Regions from separate parts of the Mus musculus genome. Here all the other regions are linked to region 1. Evidence: chromatin contacts called from public HiChIP or PLAC-seq data. All regions are on one chromosome and are shown on one strand. The core of a region is the stretch at or near the end of the contact, and the rest is flanking DNA. Distances in the headings are between cores, read along the strand shown. Region 1 overlaps Igf1r (insulin-like growth factor I receptor). Region 2 overlaps Ttc23 (tetratricopeptide repeat domain 23). Region 3 overlaps Gm34350 (a long non-coding RNA gene).

Region 1 (4,121 bases), core at 1,050-3,549:
TTTAAACCGTGCATTTGCCTGTACCAGAACAAATTCTATTCACAAACAAGTATCTGTAATCTTAAGGTGAAATCTGGTACCACTCTTTATCTACAGGTTTACTCTTTTCCACCATTAAAGGCTTAGAAAGATGGAGGGTTGATGACAGATGTCACATGAGGGCGTAAGCAGAGACTGAGCCCCAGCTGTGGAACCCCACAATTCTTAGAACACTGGATATGGCTGTATGGCGGACAGACTAAACTGTGAGCAAGTCAGTGACTGGTCAGATAGAAAAGGAGATGACAGTTCAGTGTCATGGTGGAAAGGAATCGGGGATGTGCAGAGTTGATAGCATAAGAGCCAGGAGGAGATCTCTGATTGAGATGGAGGGGGGAGTAAGAATCCACCTCAGAGACAGAGGCCTTCAGACAGAAAGCAGGGGGAGACCATCACAGCCACAAACGGAGCATGGCGCTGCTTCACCCCTACAGATGGCAATGGGTTGGTTATGCAGATGTACAGGTGATACCACTTCTGAAATTTTGCCTCTCCGCTCTTCCTTTACCAACAAACCATGCTAGTTCTAGTTTTGTAGCTAATTCTGGCCAGAGAAGTAAGAACGGAAAGAGACCTCTCTGCTCTTGGTACACAGTGTAGTTGGTGGGAGGTTGTGAAAGGTATGCCAAGAGAGGAAGTGATTTTAGGCAGAGTGGAAATTTGCCAAGTAGAGAAAACAGAGTTGTTGACCCAGCAGAGAAAACACATTAATTGCACGTGTGTAAGGAAAGATTTTCAGGGGTAGGCATACTCAGGATGCTAGGGAAGAATCCTAGAAATATTTGGCAAGTTTGCAGCGGGCACTTTAGTAGAAGCCCATCTCCACTGAAGACCCAAATCTGAAGATAATACCATTCCAGGCCTCAGGAAGTTCAGGGTCTTAACGTAGGAGTGGAGTCTAAATACAGCATTAAAGCCCTATCAGAGACTTAGTGCTAAGAAAACAAATTTCAGTCTTCTGCAAGAAGTGGGGTAGCTGGGCCAGGGAGAACGGTGGAGAACAGTGGCCTCTCCTGGGCAGGCAGAGGTAAAGTCTAGAAAGCATAAAAACCAACGTTGAGTAAAATGATGTGTGTGGTCTGGGCAGGGACCTGGGAACAGAACAAAGTGTCCAGAGGGAGGGTGCCTACAATGAAAGTAGCTACTGGTTTGGGGTCTGATGCCAGGCTGCAAGGACCAAGGAAAGCCTAAATCCATGTTTTATACAGCAAAGGTGACTTGGGGTGAACATTTACTGGGGTTGCTTGTGGCAGGCTCCATAGGAGATAGCAGAGGTGAGGGACTAGAATGGCAAAGGAGAATGCCAGGTGGCCAGTTTGCACTGTTATCTCCTATAAAGTACCCGTTATCGATATATCGTGATACCGATATATCTTGATTGTGAAAAGTGACAACGTGGTCTCTGTATATTCAACAAGCATTGAAGTGGAGAGAGCCGGCTTGGCTGGCCTCCTGGTCCCCTTTTACATTGAGGAGGCTTGCTCAGGATAGCGACTTGTGAGCATGTTTATGTGCGGGGTGAGCAGAGCCCCCCATCCTAAGAGCAGATGGTTTCCTCCGCCTGGGGTCCTGTAAGGATGGTGAAGCTGGAGTGAGGGAATGGGAGATTCAAGTGAGACTGCCAGAAATACTATGGGCAAGGCAAGTTAACCGCTTATTTCTTATCAAGTGGTCCCAACGCCGTCATGTGTTGTTTCTTTTTGTGTATGTTCTCCATCCCAGCTGCTCCCAATAGGCTCAGAGCTCCTAAAACTTGCTATCAAAAGATGTAGCTGTGTGTCTGGTGCACCAGCATGCCATTAATGGCGTATTGTATAGTGCAACAATTTTAGTGTGTGATTTAAAGCAACTTTCGTAAAAGACAATTTTAAATTTTTATTCGACGGTGAGGAAGGGGCTTCTGGACAAAAGCGACTAAATCGGTTATCATTCCATTGGAGACTTCGTCAGCCATACAAGAAGTGAAAATGATGGAAACAAAACCTTTGAGGTTCTGCACAAAACAAAAAAACGATGTGTGGCTTAAAGTCAGCAGTTCTGGCTCGGGGGGGGGGGGGGGGGGGCTCCAAACGACGCCTCCAGGTGCTGACTTTTGGGGCCACCCCCTTCCTGCCCTCCCCGCTGTGGCAGCCAGGATTCCTTTTGTCTCGGGTGCTTCCCCACCCCGCCCTGCCAGCCAGAGGGAGCTGGCACCGGGCGCCCTCCCCACCGCCCCTGGACCAAGGTTGTTTACTACTTTCTACTCGGAATAACACGCCAATCACCAGGGCCCGCCCTCTCTCTCAGCCAATCAGTTTGTTGGGAAATTCCACCTTTCCTAAGGGCCCAACCAGCGATTGGCTGCAGGACTTGTCAGTCAAGCTGGCATCCCGCAAGGATGCAGCTGGAGTATTAGGGACGCGATCACCAGAGCCGAGGAGGAGTAACCTTCCCATAAACAAGATGGGGGGCCCCCCAAGAAAGCACGGATTGGGGTGGGGAGCTGAAGCTCAGCCCAACCCCGGGGCCCCACCGGAGTGAAGAGGGCCGAGCGCAGAGCCGGGGAATCCCTCCCTCCGCCTCCCGCCCTTGCTGCAGTTGTAAACACGCTTCCCTCCATGTCTGTTTTTCTTTCTCTAACCGTGGCCATTACAGGCTGCTGTTTACAAAAATCCTGCAGGGCAGTGCTGTTCTCTAGGATCCTGTCCTCCATTCACCTTGCCTCAGGACCCCTTTTCAGGCTTTTTTTTTTTTTTTTTTTAATTTTCTCCCCGCTGCTAGGCACAAACTGAAGGAAGCTATTGGGTCGTGCAAGCTTGTTTTCCTTTTATTGCAGCACGCAAAGCAAGTCACGCTGTAGCAGCAGCACCATTTCCCAGGAGAACAGGCTGGCTGGCCATTAAGAGCACCGCGCAGCCTAAACAGGCGTAGCTCTAGAAGGACTGGCTGGGTTTTTGTTGTTGTTATTATTATTACTGGTCTGAGTCAAGCTGGATGCTATTTTGATTCTGCATTTTCTTCCAAAATTCGTCTTGAAATCTATCCCCACTTACAGGTTTGGGATTTACACCACCACCCGGCGCACGCCCCTTTTCATAAAGGCAGTATTGTGTTGAACTAAATGTTTTTCTACCTTCTCTGATCTGAATCAGGTTTCCCATTTCTAGCAGCACAATGTAGTTGTATTCTGTGTGGTAGGGGCGTAGTGGACATGAATTATTTGCGACAGGGTTGCCTGGAAGATACGGAGTGGAATTTGCGTGGCACGGAACAGTTCCCAGTGCCCAAGGTTTCTGTTACTCTGGCTCCAAGCAGGAAGCGCAGGCAATATGGCAAAACACAGCACGTGGCATCCCATTCAAAAACGCTCTTTTCTAGAAGCTGGTATTGCAGAGGATATCCGATCTTGACTAGTTTCACCACCACCACCACCCCTTTCACAAGCAGAAAGAAAAACTAATGTACGGAAATTTGGTGTAGATATTTAGTAGGAAGCTTTGTTAAGTGTAAAGGCAAGGTTTGGAAGTTCTGGCGAGAAGCTGAAGGACCTTGTGGGCACGCTTTACAGGATTTAAGGTTGTAGGAATTGTAACCCCCACATGGGAGGCCACGGACCTCTGGGCTCCTCTAGACTTAACACCCTGCAAAGTTACTGAGCTACAGAGCCCTGGAGGATCTTAGGGTTGATGCTGAGGGAGAAAGGAAGGTTGCTGCAGGTAGGAATGTGGGTGGCCCTAGCATGTTCTGGCCAGGATTGGATTTCCAGGAGTAGCTTCTATGGCTACCTGTGTGAGTTTGTGGAAGACTCCAGTCTTAAGTTATGAAAGCCTGGTTAGGATCTCAGTGGATGGTTGGTCTTTTTTCCTACTTACTCATTTGTTTGATCCCAAGCCCCAAACCACCCCCCCCCCTTTACACACACAAGCAGCTTTCCCCAAAATGACCAAGTTAGTATGTAACACGCTACCGTTATATACTGAGCTGTCGTCAGGATTTGAGTGGAGGTGGCTGTGTCGCTTGTAGTAAGGGGAGGTTACGAAGGCCACAGCTGGGGCAGAGTTCTGCCTCAGGGCTACAAAGTTCCTGGCATCATTACCCCACCT
Region 2 (4,121 bases), core at 1,231-3,730, 460 kb before region 1:
GTGACTCTTGTCGCTTGATGTGGAGTACACTCATATCCCTGCCATCCACCCCTCACCGCCATAGCCTCAGAGACCCTTACATCATCCCCCTGACTTACGTCATTCCTGCCTGCTCTGTCCATCCCCACTGCCTCTCACCCTTCTCTTCCCCTCTCCTCCCCTTCCACCGCATCATCGCCATCCATCCCAGGAAGCTTTGCTGACACAGAGGAGAGTTTTTCTGAGGTTCCACCCCTGGGATGGGACACCTAGGTTACAGGAGAGCAGCACACTGCACGTTCCCCATTGCTGCACACAGCTCTGCCTCTCGCAGGATGGATGGGGTCCTATCTTGTTACAGCCAACAGTGTTTGGCACTGTAACTCTTTTCTAATTAGCTGCCCTGAATTAAGTACCCAATTATTTTTAAATTCCATTTACTTTCCTTATCAAATTAATTGAATACTGCTGCATACTTGTGAGCCATTTGGGATTCTCCTTCTACAAATAGGGTGTTAAGTTCTATCTTATTCTTCTTTTGGACTTCTCTGTGCTTTTCCTACTAATAATTGAGATTTTCTTATGTGTTCTGCATGTGAATTATGTCACTTATATTTTCTTTTATCTATTGCCCTTAATTTTGTCTATGGTATTCTTCATAACCTAGGAATTCTTCATTTTACCAGAGTCATAGTCATTCATTTCTTTCCCTTTTGATTTATACCTTGGGATTTTGTCTAGCACCCAAATATCAATGAGTCTCCATAGCTTCCCTCTACCTCCTATGTTTTAAGATTAAAGAAAGAGTGTGTATATGTGTGAGTTTGTGCACATGAGTGCAGTACCTAGAGAGGCCAGAAGGGGGTGTCAGTCCCTGGCTCTGGAGTTAAGGTGATTGTGATCCACCTGGTGTGGGGTCCTCTGCAGGAGCAGCACCTGCTGTTGAACAGTGCAGCACCTTCCACCTCTGCCTCAAGTGTTCACCACCTTGTCACTGACTGCATTGAGTGTTTCATAGCTTAGCTCAGAAACGCCACTTTGGTCCAGAGCCAATAGAAATGAGGGGGTTTCATCTACGGATGTGTGTGATTTTTTTTTTTTTCCAAGCTGTTCCAGCTGTGGCATCGTGGGTGGAAGCACATCTGCCCAAGTGCCTGTGAAATAGATGTGTCTTCTTTAGTGAGCCGTCCCACTCTCAGCCTTTATGAATATTCCCCAGGGACACAGAAGAAACTGTGTTCTTTATTTTGTGTGTTTAATGACCTAATGAGTCTGTATTATGTTGAAATTATTAATTTCTGATATTTACATGTACATCTTAAGTTTTTCTTTTATTTCTTTTTTGTTCTTTGTTTTTTGAGACAGGGTTTCTCTGTGTAGCATTGGCTATCCTGGAACTCACTCTGTTGACCAGGCTGGCCTCAGACTCAGAGATCCACCTGCCTCTGCCTCCTGAGTGGTGGGGTTAAAAACATGGACCACCATGTCAGACACATCTCTAAATTTTTGTCAAGTTGCTATATTAGTGTTTAGATGAATGTATTTAGACCCCCAAGTACAATCAGTGTTCTGTCTATGAGTAGTTTTTCCATCTTAATGTATATTTTGAGGTTGTTTTGCTAGAGGTACTGGGGGAGAGCCCGAAACAACATTCCCCCATACTCTTCCATTCTTGTAATTACGGTACATTTTTTTTTTTTGTCTCTGTCCAAATTTTGTTTGTGTTGCTGTGATGACATTTACCCTGACCAATAGCAAGGGCTTACAATCCATCACACAGACCGTTAGTGTGGAAGTCAAAGCAAAAACTCAAAATGTCACATCCACAGTCAAGAGCAGAAAGACACCAGATGCCTGAACACTCTGAGAGGTGCAGTTTCATCAGTCATCAGGGAAGTGGGAGCTAAAATAGTAAGGTATGACACAGTCCCACTAAAGGGCCTAAACCTTTCAAAAGACCAATGGTGCCAAACGTTGGCAAGGATGTGGCACACAGAGATGCCTTCTTCGTAGCTGATTGGGTGTATTTGATGGGATTCTTTAGAAAACCATTTAGCATCATCTCCTAAGTATGAACATCTTCATACCCTTTGACCCAACAGTATCATTGTAATATATGCTTGGCGGGAATCTCTGCCTGTTTGTTCATCAGAACACACATCCGAGTGTGCTCCCAGCTTCCTTATTCAATAGCCAAGAGCTAAGAACAGCCCAGATATCTTCAGAGGGAGGCTAAAAATCTGTGATCTGTTCAAATAAAAGGATGATTGTCAAGCTGTGTGTTACATAACCTCATGTCTGACTCTCACAAACACAGAATTCAGTTGAAGAAGCCAGACAAATGGAAGGGGAACAGCCATTCTTTGGTGTTGGGGAGGGCTAACCCACTCGGAACCTTTTCCTGCTCAGAATAAGCTGCTTTTCTATCTCACTGCGCAGGAGGCATACAGATCTGCTTGCATCTGTTGACACCTGACCAATGTGTCAGTTCTTAGTGTTGAGCTCTGTTGCTACAAAACACTCACGTATCCTGTGCCAGAATCTGGCGCCGCCTTCACAGTGCTTGCCACATCGCAATACCAAGCTTCGACAGCAGGGGGCGAACACTGTCCACATCTGTGTCAGATAAGCGGCAAGAATTTGAAGTTCCAGTTAACCTCTGTGGAAATACTTTGGGGCATAATAGAGTTATTTCCAATGTTGCCACGTACTTCCATTCTGATTCTTCCCCCTGACATTTTATATAGAACTCACAGTTTTAAGATGCATGCTTTTCATTACATCTCTTTGCTTTGTGTTTTTGTGGAAACAGGAATATTTTATCCAAACTGGCTCACTTTACAAAGAAATAAGGCTTTGGTTTTGAACGGCGTGGCGTTTTCTTTCCTTCGTGAGTCTTGGGGATGGAAGGCCAGGCAAAGGTCTCAGGCAGCCTTTGAATTTCTGCCCCTCTTAAAAGGACATCTTTTAGTGTGTCCTCTCCTCCTGCTTCTCCTTTTATGGTGCCCACCAGGCTGGCCTGACACACATAGCGAGGGCTGCGAAATGACTCGGGCTCAGGCTTCCACTGCTGCAGGAGGCCTGGACATTCTCCCCCACGCCCCACGCCTCCGTCCCCTTGTCCCATCCCCTCCTCTGTCATAGCACCACGGAATTCACTAACGACTTACTAACCTACCTGAGTGTCAAAGTGTTCCTGAGTTGTCTCTGTTAAATTGTCACCAGCAAAGCCAGGAAAACTTCCCCCCTTCCTCATTCTTGTGTTCTATCCTGGGAACTTGCACGTAGATCCAGAGATGACTAGTTACATAGGTGCATGTTCATGCATGTGCACACACACACATGCATGCACGATAACAAGGTGCCATGGCCGATGGTGATGTACTGATGGTCTGTTGCTGCTCCACAGTATGTGATCTGTCCCCAGCTTTCTCTGTGACCATGTGACATCATGTTTGGAGTCTTCCCCAGCTTGCCCCACAAGCACCTGGCCTCGCCCAGCTGTGCTGAACTAGCCCAGGAATGAGCAAACGCTCTTTTTTTTTTCCCCTGGAGCATCAAGAGGACGGCCTGCCAAGTGTTTCCAAGCATCGTGACATGGTGTGATGAACACTGTGGGCTGTGAGTCAGCTCCCTGGGTTCAAGTAGGGGTTCATTCAGACCACCCCACAGGGAGAGTGGGGGCAAAATCCCTGCTTCCTGTAGTTCACTCTCCTCTCTAGCCAGCATATGAAGGATAGGACCTTAGCACAGCTCTGAGGGTTAAATGAACGCCAGGTTCAAGCTTCTTATGAGTGGGGTGGGGAGGGGAGGGGAGGGGAGCGGAGGGGAGGGGAGGGGAGGGGAGGATAAAAGCCACATTAGCTGCCCATCACTGATCACCGTCCATGGCAGGCTCCTGAATACACTGTTCATCCTTACCGCAGGTGTATACCCTTATATTCCCATTGGCGAATAGAGGAGCTAAGGCTGAAGAACACCAAGAGGAAGTAACTAGCCAGACAGAGCCTGCACCAGAGCCTGCACATTCATTCATTCATTCATTCATATTCTCTTTCTCCCCTCCCTCTCTCTACCTCTCTCCCTCCCCCTCCCTACTTTCCCCTTCTTTCTTTCTTTTTCCTCCTCCTACTTCTCCTCCT
Region 3 (4,121 bases), core at 512-3,011, 300 kb before region 1:
AGCAACCAGCAGCGGTGGAGTTCCAAGGCAGGGCCTAGCTGCTCAGCGCCTTGCCCCTTTGACCAACCAAAGGGTTGCACAGGGTTCTCCTGAAGGGAATGAAAGTCAATGTTTCTGGTCTGCGATGATGGACTCTTGGGGATTTTCCTTGGCTTGAGTTGGCTCTATCTCACACACTCACTCTCCCCATTCCCCAGGACTCCTCAGAATAAAACTGAGGGCTCCTCTGTTTTTATGGAACACTAGCTCTAGTACCAAAGAGTTACCCTAATGGACAGAGCTGGAGAGAGGAGAGAAAGGGTTGTAGGTGTGTGGGACTGGTGCACACAGATATCAGGTGGCTGGTGGCTCTCCAAGTGGACACAGTATGGAAGCTGATACAGTATAGTTGTGCTAGTAGAGATATATAAGACAATTAGCACAAAATGTTTTTAAACCTCCGCAGGAGTTGCAGTAATAGGCATATGATAGATATAAAGAATATGTGTATGTGTACTATGTGTGTATATGTATATGCTCATAACATAAATGTATTATATATGATCATGAAATACTGCTTTGGACCCTGGTTTTTCATGGATCCCAGGTCTTTGGCTTCTATCAAGATCCATACATCTGCCCTGGAGAACCTGTCAGTGAGTACTGACAGGTGGCTAGCCACCCATCCCCCTTACTCCAGGAATGCAAGACCCTTCTGAAGCCAGTTTCTCACTTTGCCCCAGGGCTAAGCTCCGCTTACCCTGTAGCTGCTGCCTAAGAATGCACTTTGGACGGGCACCCTCTTTCTGTCTCGTTTCCCACTGTCCTGTTAACTTCTGGCCTGCTTCCAAGGGAGCCAAACCAAGGTGTGTGCATATGTGTGCATGAGTTGTGTTTGTGTGTGCGCACGCATCTGCACGTGTGCATGTCAGTGTTGTATGTAATGATCGGTGACTCTTTAATTATCCAAGTAAAAGACAGCCCATGCATGAGAAAGTGTGTCATGCATGAGAATTGTAATTAATCCAATTCTATGTGCCTGAGGTCTGTTTTCAAAAGCTTTTAAAGACTCTGGAGCCAGACTGGTGGGCTTACCCATGCCCTAGCAAGCTGCTTACCCTCGGTTTCGTCATCTATAAAATGGGAGTACTAATCCCATCCAACTTCTGTGTGCACCCCAGGAGCCAGCCTGTGGAAAGCTGTTGAGGACAATGTCTGCAGTCTGGGTTGGCTGCTGTCACTATTGTCACTAAGCAGGAGCCTCCCTTGGTTAAGGCCAGGCTCATCAAGACACAGGGAAAGAGAAAGCAGTAATAAAAGTTTTACTGGGTCTTTGAACTAAGAGTCAATGCATGACTAAGAAGGCCCAGGGACACTGAGCTGAGATAATGACTCCTCACCGTCTTGACACTCACACTATTCCGGGTCTGCTTAGAGCTTCTTATGCCGCCATCTTTCAGATTCACAGATCCCCCCTTGTCAGGAAAATGCACAGTCAGCCACTTTACCACAGCACTGGCGCTAGCTACTGAATCCAGACACAGGTAGGCACTGACTTAACATAATGAACCCTATTGTGCAATATGTCCACTTGGCATGAGAAAACCTCTCCGTAGTTTTATCCGGAGTCACAGTCACAGTACAAATGCAGGCAATGACTTCATGTTGAGTCTCATGGGCTGGAGAATGCAGGGCTTGCTTACCATACCCCACCAGTAGCCAGAGAAAGATAACACCCCTCTTTCCCACCTCAGCTTCCAAAGCTACGACTGGCTCTAATGTAACTCTGATGCTGGCATGATGTGTTTGTGAGTCAGATCCCACGAGTCGACAAAGTGTTTAACGCCCCTACAGAAACCTGTGAGCTTTTCCGATTAGCCTCATATTCCACTCACTAAAGAGTGGACACCCAGCCCACACAGCCCTCTCCTTGACCTGCTCACAGCAGAATTCACTTCCTAACCTCAAGTTCCAGTTTCTCCAGTCATTGCTCCATTTCTGTTCTTTGAATCTGTGATCTAGGCACGTGACTTTCCCCCCCACTCCGTCTAGCCAGCGGCTCAACAACAGTCCATGAACCTTCTCTGACACAGCTGTTTCCAATATGCCACAGGCTAGCGATTTTTATTTTCTGAAAGGACACAAAGTAAATATTTCAGGTCTTGCTTAGACCTACCAGGCTTTGCCATTATAGCTTGATGTAGCCACAGACAATGAATACGGCTCTTTTTGCTCTTGTTGTCCAATAAAAAACAAAACAAAACAAAACAAAAACGTTATTTACAAGTAAGTGATAGGCTGGACCTGGGTTATAGATTGCAGTTCATCAAGTCTTACTATAAAACATCAAAACCAAATATAGTTGGCTCTCCATCAGGCCTACTCAATAGGCTATTAATGAACTCTCTGGCTTCCTTCAAAACGATCTTATGTAAAACCCATGCATGCGGAATTTTCTATATTTACTTCGAAAGCTGCTTCGAGACACAGCCAGAGCTGTTCTGCCGCATTTCTGTATAGATTCACTATACTTTGTCAACTCAAAGCAGTAATTAGGGTCTGCGTATTCATGCTCTCCTTTCATGAAAACCACATGCTGGCCGTGAGGGTACGCCCGTCCGAGTGCTTGCTCCTCAATGCTCCTTGCTTTCCTTGCCTCCTCAAGGCCCGCAGTGTAATTTTGTTTACCACATTCTGCACAGTAACAAGGCTTTTCTCCACCACGGACACACAATTTGGAGAAAAGACGAGTATTGACTGTACCAACGTGGGCCCAAAAACATCTGTATGGAAACTACAGGACAGAAATACAAGTTTCTCAGCTTCTCTCCTCTCCAGAGTTCAGCCTGACACAAGTGACTTGTCACTGCCATGACACAAATAAGACTTCATTAACACGGCCACGCTGATCCTGGTAAACAAGTTGATTTGCACTTGAGCACCCTAAAGAATGAAGTCACAGAGAAGGAGCTCCCAGTAGGTGGCCCTGCCTTTTTCATTAAGGCAAGCTTTGGCTAAACCCTGGCACCTCGTTAGAGAAGCTGCCATTCCGGTCCCCAGGGTTAATGAAAGTACGGGCATGCCCTCGCTGAGAGACGACAACATTTGCGATCAAGGCCCGTCACATTTTTGTTTAATGATACGTGTGGGTTGTTGTTTCTAGTGTGTTCTTTCCTAATCGCCTGTTCCTTTGCACCCCCAGTGGATGTAAGAGGGTAAATCTGGTCTCTGCAGTGGCATGTGGCAGTCGGTTAGCTATCAGGGAAATCACTGCTTTTTTTTTTTTTTTCCTTCTTTCACTTATAATTAGAGATCAAGTAGTTCTCCGAGATGACAAAACCTGGAATGGTACAGTCCAGGGTGCTTATCTGGGATCGGGAGACTAGGAAAGCCGAATCATCACTCTGGGGAAATAGCAGGACAAGGTGGCTGTTTCTTCTGTGGGAACAGAGCACAGGTCACAGAAGAACAACCTGATGCTCAGGATCCTTACGATGTTGGGGTGCTGACATGGGAGGAGGGGGAGTGAGTTCACGTTCCTGAAGTGACATACACCAGGAACACACGAGGTAGATGTCACTGTGGTGGAGATGCCTGTGGTGACCTGGCTAGAGAAGACGCCACCCAGCACAGAAGTTCCTTCTCTGACCTGAGGCTCATAAAAGACCAGGCTCTATTCTCTGGAGTGGCCAAGCCTGGTTCTGCTTACACATGGTCCTGAATAAGCCAGAGGATTGTCATTACACCTACCGTTTGGGGACAAGAAAAGCCCAGTTGGTGACAGCTAGGAGCCAGACCTCAGAGTCGTCTTTCTGGGAGTCAGTGGGGTAAAGGTAGGCCCCAGGGCAGGGCTGGGGGACAGGGCATTATGAAGATATATGTTTAGGAAGCACGACTCTCACTCAGGGCACGCAAGCAAGTATCATAGGTCCTGGGGCTACATGCTATTAAGCTTATAGTAGACTTTGATAGCAGCTTTCTCTATGCGCCAGGCAGGATGGTTTCTCTTGCACCCTTCTCCTGAGAGGTTGGCTTCAGCTATTAGAAAAAGCAGAGCTAGGAATGGAGTCTGCTATAAGGGGAGTCAGTTGTAGCTAAAGAAAGATTTGTGCATCTGGATAAAGTCCCGAATCCAGCATCTG

The links. HiChIP or PLAC-seq counts read pairs in DNA pulled down with a chosen protein or histone mark.
Region 2: a contact with region 1 is called in an H3K4me3 HiChIP or PLAC-seq map of forebrain, with 5 times the contacts expected there. The contact joins two enhancer-like sites. A contact is called at or near these places in 1 of 15 datasets of contacts at CTCF or cohesin (pro-B cells), 22 of 484 Hi-C or Micro-C datasets (3T3-L1-derived adipocytes, the C2C12 cell line, the G1E-ER4 cell line and 15 more), 4 of 115 datasets of contacts at active chromatin or transcription factors (acute myeloid leukemia, embryonic basal ganglia, embryonic forebrain and 1 more) and 2 of 9 other capture datasets (adipose tissue and embryonic stem cells).
Region 3: an H3K4me3 HiChIP or PLAC-seq map of embryonic limb bud shows a contact between it and region 1, with 3 times the contacts expected there. The contact joins two enhancer-like sites. A contact is called at or near these places in 7 of 115 datasets of contacts at active chromatin or transcription factors (bone marrow-derived macrophages, craniofacial prominence, embryonic basal ganglia and 4 more) and 3 of 9 other capture datasets (adipose tissue, liver and pancreatic islet).

What each region holds. Positions count from the first base shown.
Region 1 is chr7:68,126,837-68,130,957 of GRCm38.p6, forward strand. All of the region lies in intron 2 of Igf1r (insulin-like growth factor I receptor), which reads left to right. Among named protein-coding and RNA genes, the nearest start is that of Gm51488, 8.3 kb to the right of the region's middle. Within about 2 kb of position 2,300, at least 378 of the 459 cell types and tissues checked have an H3K27ac peak or open chromatin away from gene starts, as enhancers often do. A contact at or near this core is called in Sertoli cells, adipose tissue, embryonic limb bud and 2 more, where this site is marked.
Region 2 is chr7:67,670,316-67,674,436 of GRCm38.p6, forward strand. The region is part of intron 5 of Ttc23 (tetratricopeptide repeat domain 23); the gene reads left to right. Among named protein-coding and RNA genes, the nearest start is that of Ttc23, 25 kb to the left of the region's middle. Within about 2 kb of position 2,481, at least 55 of the 459 cell types and tissues checked have an H3K27ac peak or open chromatin away from gene starts, as enhancers often do. A contact at or near this core is called in Sertoli cells, adipose tissue, forebrain and 1 more, where this site is marked.
Region 3 is chr7:67,824,525-67,828,645 of GRCm38.p6, forward strand. The region is part of intron 2 of Gm34350 (a long non-coding RNA gene); the gene reads left to right. Among named protein-coding and RNA genes, the nearest start is that of Gm39027, 23 kb to the right of the region's middle. Within about 2 kb of position 1,762, at least 18 of the 459 cell types and tissues checked have an H3K27ac peak or open chromatin away from gene starts, as enhancers often do. A contact at or near this core is called in embryonic limb bud, where this site is marked.